Linked DNA regions of Mus musculus: region 1 is linked to region 2. The links are chromatin contacts, called in public HiChIP or PLAC-seq maps. All regions are on one chromosome and are shown on one strand. The core of a region is the stretch at or near the end of the contact, and the rest is flanking DNA. Distances in the headings are between cores, read along the strand shown. Region 1 overlaps Gm36188 (a long non-coding RNA gene). Region 2 has its middle 13 kb from the start of Gm35995.

Region 1 (6,702 bases), core at 1,570-4,069, 95 kb before region 2:
AGTCTATAGACGATATGCATACAAACACAAATTCATCAAATGTGTGTGTACAGGGACACACACACCACATGCAGGGACATATTAATGCACTCACACACGTGGCATATACTTGGCACAGGTACCCACACACCCCTTCTGTCGTGGGTGGGTTGGGAATGGGAGGAATTATGAACCCTTCACCTGTGTGCGATCACTCTGTGCTTTCAGCAGGTCTTTCAGTGTCTGATTGACAGGCCTCTAGTTTTCACTTCACAGAATGTCTCTCTGCTGTGAAAGTATGTATACTTCCAATGGCTCACGGCTTCCAGAACTCCAGTCACGAGCTCCACCAGTGGGGACCGAAAGGCAGCATGGTTCTCAAGGATTTTTTTTTTTTTTTTCCGAGACAGGGTTTCTCTGTGTAGCCCTGGCTTTCCTGGAACTCACTCTGAGACCAGGCTGGCCTCGAACTCAGAAATCCGCCTGCCTCTGCCTCCCAAATGCTGGAACTAAAGGTGTGTGCCACCTGGCTTCTCAAGGCTTTCTTATGCCTCACTGGCTTCTCTGGCTTTCCCCAGGCCTGGGTGGATCATTCAGAGCCATGACCTCAGAACATTTCTGACCAGCCTCATACACTGAGACCACCCTGCTGACAGGACCAGTGTCTGTAGCAGGTGGACTATGTGGGGTTGACTCTCCCTGTGAGCACAGCCTGCATCCTCAGGGATGTTCTTTACCCACTGGCTGGAGGCTTTGAGGACCTAGGGAGCAACTCTAGCCTCAGCCATGCCCTTAGCGCCCTCTCTGCCCTCAGCTTCTGTGTCTGGGCATTTCCCAGTGTCCGCTCAATGTTCTCGGGAGGAGCAAGTGGGCATTTGGGAAGGCGCTCAGCACTGGTGACAACCCAAAGTCGTCACCCACTAGTGAAATGTAGATTGTGACTAGCACGTAATTACATGGGGAGGGGGCAGAGGGAAATGCCCAGTGAGTAATTCAATCCTCAGAATCCACATTAAAAAAACAAACAAACAACAAAAACCAGGAGTGGGGGTCATGGGTTTGTAATCCCAGTGTTGTGGAAATGGAGATAGGAGAATTTTGGGGCTACCCTGTGAGCCATTATAGACTACTTGTCAAGTTCCGGGCCAGTGAGGAACCCTTGCTCAGAGAAACAAGGTGGTTGATGCCTGAAAAACAACAGCCACCATTGTCCTCTGGCCACACCCACATCTCCCCCTCACCTCATATCTACACCTACACACACACACACACACACCTGCACATGTACACACACACACCTGCACATGTACACACACACACACACACACCTGCACATGTACACACACACACACACACACACACACCTGTACATGTACACACATAGACACACACACACACACACACACACACACACACACACTTAGTAGATCTTGAGTATGAGGCTCTAAAATCCATATTGCTAACAGGAGATAGCTCTGAAAGCACACACACTCAAAATGTCTACGTCCTAGGGAAGCTCTCCTGGCAGGTAGACCCCCACACTTCATTCCTCGATGCACCCTAGGGAGCTGGCCTCAGGTAGGATTGAGGCTGTACTGATGGAGAAGAGGGAGGGACCTCTGCCAGGGCCCCACTGGGACCAGGACCTGTCGTCAATCAAGGTAAGCAGATGATGTTACCTGGACTGGCGACCTTTTGAAGATGACCTAGCTATAAGTAGCAGTGGAGGTGGTGTCCCTCGGAAGGAGGTTGTATTCTCTGCTTTCCGATGACCCCTGGGCTCTTTGAAAAGTGTTGCATAACAAGAACATTTGGGAAACAGTGTTATATACGTTCTCTTTAACCCTGCAGCCTCCATCCTGGCCTCCATCCTGGCTTTGAGTATGATCTACATTTGTACTTCCTGACCATCACTATGTGGCAAATTATCTCACAATACAGTGGCTGACACTGGCGCCACTCACAGTCCCTGTGGACCAGGCATCCGTGGGTAGGAATGGCCGGGTGGTCTGGAGAGCCCGGCTCCAGGTCTCTTGAGGTGCAGTGGATTAGAGGTGGCGGTTCCTGAGCTGCTTCTGTTGGACTGCAGCTGGCATTTGGAGGAGCTCAGTTTTCTGACAAGTGCCACATCGGAGTGGGATCTTGCACTATGGTGGAGACCCAGGGACAGGGTCTTTGATGGCTATCTGGAGGCCACACAGCCTTCAGTAGAATTCAGGGTGTATAGTAGATGTGCAAATGTAGAGTATACGTGGTGTGTGTGTGTGTGTGTGTGTGTGTGTGCAGGAACTGTGCAGCTCAGACTGCACTTTTCATTTTAGTGCAGCCACGCCCTTCTTGGTGTGCCCTCGCTGGCTGTCACTGGGCCCCAGTTTGGAGCTCCTTTCTTAGTCTCTGCCTGACCTTCTAGTTTCTTGGGCCATTTCTCCCCATGAAGCCTCTTTCTTAGCTTTTCCTTCACAAAGACTTTCAGTGGTCTAATCAGAAGGAAATGGCAGCTGGGACTAGGTGCCAGTTGCAGCAATTTTATGTCTCCGGGCTGAGGCTTTCTCTCCATGAACACAGCCTGCAGCCCTTTTGGAGAAGGTAGCTCTGTCTTGTGCAAACAGAATGGGCAAATCCGGCTTGGGATTTCCCCGAATTGGGAAAAGAAACAACAGAGTTTCCACGCCAAGTCAGATGAGCTATTGTCCCTCCTGAGAGGCCTTTCACCCTGTGCAGATCTGCTAAGAACTGAGCCCCTTTGCTGTGCTTTGGCCTTGGCTCAAGAAGCCTGTCCTGCCTGCTGTGTCCCAGCGCTGGCTGCCACTGGCTCCCCGCCTTCCCCCACCCCCAAGCTCTTACATTTCTGTTTACTGGATTCAGCTGCTGGCCCTTAGCCTGTCCTGGAGGCACTGTGAGGTAGCTGGGTCAATTGGTACCGGAAACTGTAACCTGGGCTGAATCAATCGATATCAGAAACTGTATGTAACCTGGGCTGATTTGCATCAGCGTGGAATGACAGAGAGGTAGGACAGACCCTGGTAACAAAGGACACACAGGTCCAGCCTCTGAATGTGGCCCGGGATTGAAACAATCAACAAGCTCACCCTGCAGCTTTGTACCTGCTCAAGTTGAGGTGATGTTCACCTGTAGCTGTCTGTCTTTCTGTCTAAATTTGACAGAAGCTAGAGACATTTGGGGAGCAGGAATCTCAACTGAGAAAAAACGCTCCCACCAGAAAAGGCTAGCTTGTATGCACTTTCTTGATCAACGATTGATGTGGAGGTCCCAGCTCATCATGGGCACCACCCCTGGGGTGCTGGTCCTAGGTGCTCTAAGAACTCAGACTGAACAAGCTATGAAGAGCAACCCTCCTCTGGTAGGCAGCACTCCTCCATTGCCTCTGCCTCACTCAGTTCTTGCCTCCAGATACCTGCCCTGAGTTTCTGCACTGATTTCCTTCAATGATGAACTGTGTTCTGTGGGGCCAGAGGAGCTGTGTGGAGCTGTGGGGAGCAGGCCTGGATCAAGAGTGGGGTCAAGGCATGTCCAAACTCTGGAAATCCTGTTTGGAGACCATCAGGAATCGGACTGTGTCCCCTTCCCCCGTCCCCTGCCCTGGGCCTGCATGTCCCTGTAGACTTATGCCCACAACTTTGCTCCACCAGGGGAGGTTAGGTAGTCTGGTAGCCAGGTTAAACTTCCTTTCCCCTTATAAGGTCATGTCCAGCAGAACCTGGAATTCCTCCTTATGCAAATGAGGTGTCCCTAGCACCCTGGCCCGGACCAATGATGTACATTCATCCCTCTACTCAGCCCAAAGGTTCAAATACCTATTGTTTCCCCCAATTATACAAGCTGATCACGGAGAAGTCAGTTTCTCAGTAGCCTGAAGTTTCCGACATCCCCCAGCTGAAAGCTGAAAGCTAAATAGACTCATCCCCGTGTTGACTTTGATCGATGGTATTTTATCACAACAGTAGAAACCCTAACTAAGATGTGTGGTGTGAATTCATTTCTGTCTGCCTGATTGTGTTACTTTCCAAAGACGTGAGTTGAAGGACTTCCCTGTGTGTTGGGAAGTGGGAGGCCCTGCCCCTCACAGAACAGGACCCAGGACCCCATCTTTACAGATGACATGTGGTCCTCATGTGTTCTTAGACCCCCTATTCCCACGTTTAGATCAAGGGCACAGATGGAATGGACCCAGGATGCCCCACTCTGCACAAGGTCACCAGTATAGCCCCAAGCTATCTGTCCTTTCCCAAAGGACATTGCCAGCACAAATGCCACTGGGATGACAGGACAGTTGACAGATGGAATATGGCTGGAGCTCTGTGCCCAGGTGAGGAAAGTGGGGGTGGGGGGAGAAGTACCAGGGGCCCGAGGTCACAACAAGGGAGGCACTGTGTGACTGGAGGCTATTCTGTAGGGCATAGATAAGGCTTCAGGAGAGCCCTTAGATGCCCTGTTTGAAAATTTCAGGAGTTTCTGGCAGAGCAAAGGCAGTCCCCTGAGGTGGCTGTGGCTGCTGAGGCAGAGTCCAGGGAGGGACCAAGGACAAAGAGGAGGGACCAGAGTCTACAGGCACCCCCTCAAGCCAAGAGCCATTCTGGCATGAGCCTGATTTCTGGAACATTAGGGGATCCGGACAGATGCGTGCTCTGCCCAAGAGCTTGAAATCCTTAGGCAACCTCTTCTGAGGACAGTGAGTGAACTGTCTCGTGGGACATGGTAGGGGTCCCCGTGCATCGCAGCCAGGCCTGGAGCTCCACCTAGAGAGAGAACATAGGTGTTGGCATACCCACCCTGGTCCAGATCTCCTTGGGACAAGGACAGAGGATGTCATGGTGACTTCACACACAAATAAATGGAGGTGTTGGGAGGGCAAGGCTCACAAAGTGTCTATCCCAAACAAGAGGCCCAGCCAGAGTCAGGTCATGCTGGTCCAACATCAGTGCTCATGATCAGCGGTGTGCACAGCTGTGTGAGCAGGGGCACAGAGTAGCCACATGGCTGCTGGTCAGCTCCTGACATGTCAGAGTGGCATCAAATCACTGGGTACAACAGCTGCAACATCTGGCACAACATCTGGCTGAATTATATCCCCCAGAACCCACACACCCAGTTCCTAGTTTTTAGGACATGAATGCTTGAGGACAGGGCCTTTGCAGAGGGGATACCAACAACCCGGGGTCCCCTGTGATGCAGCTGTTGTTAACAACTCCAAGGACTCCTTAGCTCAGGCCACAAGTGAGAACACGACACCATGGCTACCCAAGGTCCTAGAGCTCAAAATGAAAATCACCATGAACTGGAATGCCCAAAGTGGCTCTGCAGAGAGCACAGGGTGCTCCCCATAGCTGTCCCACTTTTTAAGGATTTTTTTTTTTTGAGAAAAGTCATCTATTGCTCTGATAGACAAACAAATATCCAATTTACTGGAATGTGTGTGTGTGTTTGTGTGTGTGTGTGTGTGTGGGGGGGTGTTTGGAATGAGAATGGCCCCCATTAGGCTGATATGTTTGACTACTTGGTCCCTAGCTGATGAAATGATTTGGGAAGGATTAGGAGGTGTGGCTTTGTTGGAGGAGGTGTGGCCTTGTTGGAGGAGGTGTGGCCTTGTTGGAGGAGGAGGTGTGGCCTTGTTGGAGGAGGTGTGTTACTGGGAGTGGGTTTTAAGATTTGAAAATACTTTCACAATTCCCAATTAGTTCTCTTTGTCTTGTGAGTTATCTCAAAGTGTAGGCTCTCTTGCTGGGTGCGGTGGTACACACCTTTAGCCCCAGTACTTGGGAGGCAGAGGTAGGCAGATCTCTGTGAGTCTGAGGCCAGTCTACTCTACATAGTGAATTCCAGGACAGCCAGAGCTACACAGTGAGACTCTGTCTACGTAAGCTCTCAGTGACTGTTCCAGTGCGGAGCACACCTGCCTGCCTGCGGTCATGTTCCCTGCCATGATGCTCTCAGACTCTCGCCCTCTGAAACTATAAACTCCAAATAAACCCTTTCTTCTGTCAGTTGCCTTGGTTATGTGTCTTACCACAGCAATAGAAACTTAACGTAAGACAAATTTCTCATCTCCCCCAGCATCCCAGTCTGCCTGGTTAAATGGGAGACTCTTTGATTTGTTCCAGACAGGGGCAGAATCTCCGCATGGACAAGAGAGCAGACGCTAACACCATCCCACCCAGAGGAGTTGGTGCTGTGCCTGAGAGCCTCAGGCAACATAGTGATCCTCCTCACCCTCACCTGAAGGAGCCAGGGTGGCTAAGTTGGGGACAGGCCATACTCTATAGCTCACCCCAAATGCAACGCAGCATCAAGTTTAGCTGAATCCTGTTCCAGAAGAGCTGGCCATCGCCGCTGCTCACCGCCCATTTTCTGACATCACCATGCAGTAATGGCAGCAGAGCAGTGTGGAACAAGTCTGTGGCAAGGAGACATCCCAGCCCCTCCCTCTGCGTGCAGATTTCCACCTCCCCGGCTCAAGCTTCGGCCGCCATCAGGAGTTTTAAGGCTGCCTTAATGAATAAAAGATAAAGGCTTGGAAATGTGTAGGTTGTAGATATTTAGCCGCCCTTTGTATGTCAAAGATCCTTCCCGGGTAATCCAATCTGAAAACAGCTGCTCCAGGCACATCTGCTAGCGATAAGGCTGAGACTCCAGTGGATGAGGAGAAGTTAGGCTGTTAAGTGAGCCAGATGACAGACTGACGGCCGTGACGGGGAGGAGCCCTCA
Region 2 (7,027 bases), core at 3,008-5,507:
GTATCTTCTCGGCCTGGATTATTTTGTTCCACATTATGTTTTAATAAGAGCAATCCACATTGCTAATATCTATCATTCAAATCCTTTTTAAATTTGCCAGTGTGTGTGTGCGCGCGTGCATGTGCATATGTGTGTGTGTGTATGTACATGTGTGAGTGTGTGAGTGTGTATATGTGTGTGAGTGTGTATGCATGTATGTGTGAGTGTGTGTGTGTATGTGTGTATGAATGTGTGTGTGAGTGTGTGTGTACATTGTGTGCATGTGTGTGTATGTGTGAGTGTGTGTGTATGTGTGTGAGTCTATGTGTGTGTACATGTGTGAGTGTGTATGTGTGAGTGTATGCATGTATGTGTGAGTGTGTGTGTGTGAATGTATATGTGTGTATGTGTGAGTGTGTGTGTGCATACATGTGTGAGTGTGTGTATGTGTGTGAGTGTGTATGCATGTATGTGTGTGTGCGTGTGTGTATGTGTATGAGTGTGTTTATGTGTGTGTACGTGTATGAGTGTGTGTATGTGTGTGTACATGTGTATGTGTGAGTGTGTGCATGTGTGTGTACATGTGTGTGTGCATGTGTGTGTATGTGTGTATATGTGTGAGTGTGTGAGTGTGTGTATGTGTGTGTGTGTGTGTGTGTGTGTGTGTAGAGCAGAGGACGACTTTCAGGATTCAGGTCTTGTCCACTATGTGAGTTCTGATCAAACTCAGGTTGTCAGGCTCTGTAGCAGGCACCTTTGCCTGCTGACCTCTCCCACCGGCCCTTATTTCAAATGTTTTATAAAGCAGTAATCAAATTAAGTTTCAGCACATAATTCATATGCCTACTAGAGCAATTATTTCTTCCATTTGTCTTACAGCTACCAGCAGGGGCAAAGAATGGCTTGCATTTTAAATGTAGTTGTATAATGGCTCTGAAAATCTTGCCTTTATGCAAAACAAATGTCAGGGGAACGGGCTCATCCATCCATTGCGTCCTGTTGGATTCCCCAGACCCCTGATGGTTTTGTCTGAAGGCTCAGCTCTTAGAAGTCCTGGGAGCCTCCCACAAGGAAATGTCCTTGCTTATCCTCAAACAGCCTGGCAATGATGACATGGTCTAGTCAGGGTGAGACCTGTCAGGGCCATGTGGCCTCTCTAGAGAAACAGAAGCTGAAGCCAATGGGTGGGAACGGTCCATTTTAATGGCGGGCGCTAGTCTGTGTCTGCTATAATCTCCAGGCCACTAAAACTAATGGGAGCTGTATTTAGATAATGAAATAGCCTGTGGCCAGATCAAACAGCAATGAAATTCATTAACTTCTCATCTAAAGAGGAGGAACAGCAAATTGAATTGCATATGCTAATGTTTTCAGAAGCAAAGCAGAATCAAACTGCAGGGGAAATGAGGTGTTTGAGATTTACCAGCCGAATGCCCATCTTCTTGTCACCTTCACATCCCACTCTGAGCCTGACCGTTGTGCTCAGTCGCAAGGGATCCCACAGATACTATAAAAAAAACCTTCATTGGGGAGTGAGGTGCTAGATCAGCCATGGTTGGCTCTCAGTCGCTCACGGGGGGGGGGGGGGGGGGAACGACGACAAAAAAAACAAAAAAAAACCCCAATGTCTTCCCACAGAGGAGGCTGCTGGATGAGTTTGTGGGCCTAACTTGAAGATGCCGTGTTTAGGTAACAGGGAGAATCGAGGAAGGACGTTTCCCAGCCTAGTCACCGGTTATCCAGGCACCCCCTATCTTTCACCAAGTGCCTACATCCTTGTGGTAAAGAACCCAACCCAGTAACTTTCCCTATGAAACCCAAACCCCAGCCAAGGCCACACTGGAGGCCAGGGGAGGGGCAGGATCCAATGAAGGGGACAGGCAGTCTCCGCGCCACTGGCCACACTGAGTCAGTCACTGTAAACATCACACACATTGCACAGGGTGGCACAGAGCCTAGCTGCCAGTTCTTTGAAGGCAGAAATGGTCAGAGAGCCACAGACTGAAGAAAGGAACACAGGCAGCGAACAACTCAAGAGAGGATCAAACAAGAGGAAAGAACCTACTGAACACTCGCCCCTGAGGTCTGTAGAGGGCTAAGGAAGAACGTCGGCTACTGTGCTGGAGCTCAGAGGTCACTCCTATCTGCCATTCATCTTGGCAGGTCTTGCTTCGTTCCAGGGAGCTCACGGTAACAAGAACACCACAGACTCTTTCAGATTCTGGTTCCTGACCCTTGAACACTATATAAATCACCCTCCGAGACGGAGCCAGCCTGTGCTGCTCTGCCACAGTGCAGCCTCTCAGTTGGCAAAGCTGGGTTCCTTACTGAACACACCATGTCACCCACTGAGTCTACCAAGAGTCCTGGCTCAAGTCTCAGCCCTACTGTGAGTGCCCCTAAGGACAGGGTCTAGTCTTGGATATACTCAGTTTGCCCTCACCCCTTGCTTCTATCAAGATGTAGTGGCCTTTTATAGCACACCCCAGATGTAATCTCTCTCCAGGGTAGACTTGGTAGGAATACAATTCATAAGAAGAGTTTTTACACTTTAGGATGATCCAGGCACTGGGCTGGGCTGAGAGTAAGCGGTGTGTTAAGAGCACTGACTGCTCTTCCAGAGGTCCTGAGTTCGATTCCCAGCAACCACATGGTCACTTTCAACTATCTGTCATGAGATCTGATGCCCTCTTCTGGTAAGATAGCTACATAGATAGCTACATAGATAGATAGATAGATAGATAGATAGATAGATAGATAGATAGATAGATAGATAGATAGATAGATAAACAAATACATACATAGATACATAGATAGCAGTTCAAATCCTAGTCCGGGAGGACCACAAAGGAGCCTAGAGGAAGCCCCTGGGCTCTGGAGCAAAGCAGTAAGGTGGGCTGACAAATGCTGGGCTCCTGCACCCCACTCCCTCAAGGTGTAGGTGTGCTGGAGCTAGGGGTGGCACTGGGCTGAGAAGGGAGCTCAGCTACCCCCTTGCTTTGTCTTCCCTCTAACTTTAGTTGATGAACATTCTCTGTGCCTGGTCCCTCCTAGCTCCGCTCTGTTCACCTGTGAAACACAGGCCTGATTTCGTTTGTCAGGCTGTGTTAAGACTGAGCGGACTAGCCTCCTAGGGACAAGAAGCTCTGAGTCCATGGGATCCTTCTGTGAGCGGAAATACTACGATCTTTTTCCTTCTTGATTTAAATAAAATTCTTATGTTTAAAAACTCTCCAGAAAGCAGCAAAGAGAGAGAGCGCACACAGCCTCTGGAACTCCCCCACCCCCACTACCCTAAATGTTAATATTTTACAACATCAGGCCACATGTTCAAAGTCAACAACAGCTTGGGTATGTCACTGCTGAAGGAGTCCACAGAGCATTGGCCTTCACTAGCTCCCTATGTCTTTCTTACATTTCAGGGTCCCCATTACCTTCACTTCCTAGGGTCTGTGACCATTTCTCAGACTTGCCGCGTTTGCTTTTGCGGGGGTGATCTTGACAGTTTTGAGGGATCCTGGGAAGACGTTTTAAAAATGTGCTTCAACTGGGCTTTTCCTATTTTTCTTGGGGACAGACTAGGACATAGACTTGGGGAAGACCACTGAGTCAAGCACCCTCTCATCCTATACAGCTTGCTCCTAACTGACTCAGAGGAAAGCAGCCTTGGCTAGTTAGTGGCTGTGAGGAGCTTTCAGGCGTCTCCCTCCCCCCCCCCCGCCCCCGCCCCCCGCCCCCCGCCCCCCGCCCCCGTAGCTGCAGAGAGAATATCTTGTGTGTTGTACGGATCCATCACCTGACGATTAAAAAGTTCTGTGACCTATAGGAAAGGGTAGACTCGAAGGTGGGACATCTGGGAAGCAGAAAGAATTCTGGGATAGAGTCAGGTACTGGAGATTCGCCCTGGAAGATGTGACAAGTTGGACGTACAGTGCCTAAGCACAGGTAACCAGCCACGTGGCAGAATGTAGGTTAAAGTAAATGGGTTATTTTAAGTTTTAAGTCTAGTCGGAAAAGAACCAAGCTGTATGGTCTAGGTATTCGTAAATACATTTTAAGTCTGAGTCTTATTCCTTGGAGCCTGGGGCTGGGAGGGAGAAACGGACCTAACTTTAGCAGGTAGCCCCTTGCACAGAGGGTAGCTCTCTGAGGCCAGGCATCCGGATCTTCCTTCATTTGCCTCAATGGAATCCTTTCTCCGGAGGGTTGCTGTCCCTGGGCCCTGTGGGCGGGGCGGAGCCCCGTGGGTGGGGCTGAGACACGTGGGCGGGGCGGAGTCTATGGGTGAAGCTGAGCCCTGTGGGAGGGGATGAGCCTGTGGGCGGGGCTTAAACATAGAGCAGCTTTGTTGGATATGCACTCGCTTCCCAAGGTCATGGTGAGTGTTCAATGGCTGCTGGAGAACTGAACCCGGGAGGCAACAGCATCACAGAGCAGTGCGTTCGTTCACCTTGCAAGGAGTGTATAATGTGAATAAGAAGTGGCCCTTCATTGGCGAGCCATGCAGGCCCTGTAGCTGCAGTTGTTGGCTAGCAGAACCAGATCCTTCTGGTCTGCTCTCCTAGTGGAAGGGCTGTGCTGTGCTGTGCTGTGCTGTGCTACGGCATGACTCTTTGTAATCTATAACAGAGGCGGGATGGGCAATCTGTGTGATGGATGCTCTGATGCATATGGCCTGAGACTTGAGCCAGAAGATGCTAGCCCCTGCCAGACTCCTCTAGTTATTTAAACCCACAGTCTCTCTTCTGCGACAGTTCAGATCTCTTTCCTTGTGGTGGTATGCTTCTATCTTGAGGATTCTAGCCCCTCGGTGACTCTAAGACTAGCTGTTCTATGAATTGATGCTCTGATTGTCACTGCCCAGAGTGACACACAATGTAGCAAATATCTAAAATGCCAGCACTCAGGCTGAGGCTGGAGGATTGTTTTGTAGCCAGTCCAAGCCATATAAAGAGACCATGTTTCAAAAAGAAAAGAAAAAAAGCTCACCTGTACATTCTCAAAGGTCCAACTCAGACATCTGTCTGGCCCACTGTGAGGAATCCTAATGTAGACCTTCCATTGTCTCTTCCTCTTTGGCCTAGATCTATGGCTCCACCCACATTCTATACCAGCTGGGTCTGCCCACAGCCTCCTTGGTCTACACCTGATCTTTTGCATCCAGGTCCCCATGACCAGTCCTTCCTTGTCATCCAGGGGTCCTCCTAGCACCGTCAGGATGGATCTGTTTTTTATACACACAGTTCCCTATATAAGGATGGCGCACTCAGGGTGTATCCCTTTTCTTCCTCAAGTGGTGAGTTTTCCTGTCTGGCTCAGCTCAAATCTTTTCTCATTTCTTTCCTATTCCTGTCAAAACAATCGTTCCCCCTTCCTTCTCCAGAGTCTTGCTCAAGAACCGTCTCTTATTCTCTGTAGTATCTGGGGTTTGCCATTGCAGATTCTATAGGTGGGGCTGTGTGGACACAGAAGTCTACCTCACAGTCCTGTGAGGACAGGTTGCTTTTCTTGCTTTGTCCTTACACGGTTGTCCCTCTGTGTGTGACTGTGTCCTGATTTCCTCCTACAAAGGCACCAGTGGGAATAGATTTGGGCCCGCCCTAATGACCTGATTTTAACTTTACTACTTAAAATTTCCAAACATGATCACATTCTGCGAGGCTAGGAGCTAAGATTCTAACGTACGAATTTGAGGGACACAAATTACTTTGTGACAGCTTCTATCCTTTCTCCTCACTCTCTTCCCTCCCTTGCTATAAAAACAGAAGTTGAGGCCTGTATTGTTATTATTATAAAGAACAGTGAGGATATGTTCTTTGTCCAAAGAGGACAGGTGAGCAGTCATTAGATTTTAAGACACCCCAAGGCACCTGCTGCGAGTCCTATATACATTGTGCTAGAAGCCACGCCTCTTGCGCGTGCTCGACTGGCCAGGAAGAACGACGCTGCAACAGGATCCTTCTGCACACGTTTATTGGGAGAGCTTGATTGTAGAGGTGAAAAGACCCTGAGCCCAGAACTGGTGCTGCTTTTATAGGCCTAGGAGAGGCGTGTCTCACACCCGGATTGGTTATGCACTAAGCCTCATTTGCATGTCTCACATCTGATTGGTTACTCTCTCAGTACCTTACAGAACCTCATTATCATACCTCATTTGCATGTCTCACATCTGATTGGTTATACTCTCAGTACCTTACAGAACCTCATTATCATGCCTGGGCCAGGCAGTGTCTTTGCAAAAAACTTTACTGCATATGTACACATTGGTTGTTTGTCCAATCTTATGCGTGGTGGCCAGCAGTAGTCAGTGCCACTCAGCAACGGCACATGTGGCTTCCCACACACGCCCAACTTCCTGTACCAGGGAGAAGTGGCTTCCTATGGGTGGACTTCTAGTCATCTGAATTTATAATGACTAGAACTGTGCCTCCCCCATATGATGGGTACACCTATAGTCCTAGTACTCAGAACACTGAGGCAGAAGGATTGCACAGATTTGAGGCCTGCCCTAGCTACATAGCAACTTGTTTAGGTCAAAAGTGAAGAAGAAAGAGAGAGGAGAAAAAAGGAAGAAAATAGAATCATGTGTGGCTGGAATGGATGACCAGCAAATACTGGTGAAACCAAACCCGAATAAGTTGATACTGTATTTTTTATTCTTGTAGGTATTTTCTCTCTAATGGACCTTGACATTAGACTTAATGTACAAAGGTCGGCAAATAAATTTTATTTTGCTTTTAAATCCATAAAAATATAAATGTATGACTCAAAAGAGGCAATGGCCTCGCATATTGGGGGAGGGTAACTTCTGTGATTTCTTCTGTTTAGAAGTTTCACACTTTCCCATTGCAATGCATCTAAAATTGTAACTGTGATGATGAGTTAATATGTTACATTTGACATGAGCCAAAAATAAAAATGAGCCTCATGCTCTGAAAATGATGAGCAAATTAGTTGAAATCTCATGAAGACTTGAAACAATGTTTTGTTTTTGTTTATATATATGCAAAATCTAATGTAACCAAGGCTGAACTCACCACATAGGCTG

What was found. HiChIP or PLAC-seq counts read pairs in DNA pulled down with a chosen protein or histone mark.
Region 1: a contact with region 2 is called in an H3K27ac HiChIP or PLAC-seq map of hepatocytes, with 3 times the contacts expected there. The contact joins two enhancer-like sites. A contact is called at or near these places in 1 of 15 datasets of contacts at CTCF or cohesin (the NIH/3T3 cell line), 7 of 484 Hi-C or Micro-C datasets (the G1E-ER4 cell line, the N1E-115 cell line, bone marrow-derived macrophages and 3 more), 16 of 115 datasets of contacts at active chromatin or transcription factors (embryonic basal ganglia, embryonic forebrain, embryonic hindbrain and 7 more) and 1 of 9 other capture datasets (embryonic stem cells).

The regions. Positions count from the first base shown.
Region 1 is chr8:123,773,583-123,780,284 of GRCm38.p6, reverse strand. It overlaps Gm36188 (a long non-coding RNA gene), which reads left to right. Exons shown (of 3, transcript XR_003947606.1): 3 at 6,103-6,515. Among named protein-coding and RNA genes, the nearest start is that of Gm36188, 14 kb to the left of the region's middle. Within about 2 kb of position 2,819, at least 44 of the 459 cell types and tissues checked have an H3K27ac peak or open chromatin away from gene starts, as enhancers often do. A contact at or near this core is called in hepatocytes, where this site is marked.
Region 2 is chr8:123,679,806-123,686,832 of GRCm38.p6, reverse strand. No RefSeq gene overlaps it. Among named protein-coding and RNA genes, the nearest start is that of Gm35995, 13 kb to the left of the region's middle. Within about 2 kb of position 4,257, at least 49 of the 459 cell types and tissues checked have an H3K27ac peak or open chromatin away from gene starts, as enhancers often do. A contact at or near this core is called in hepatocytes, where this site is marked.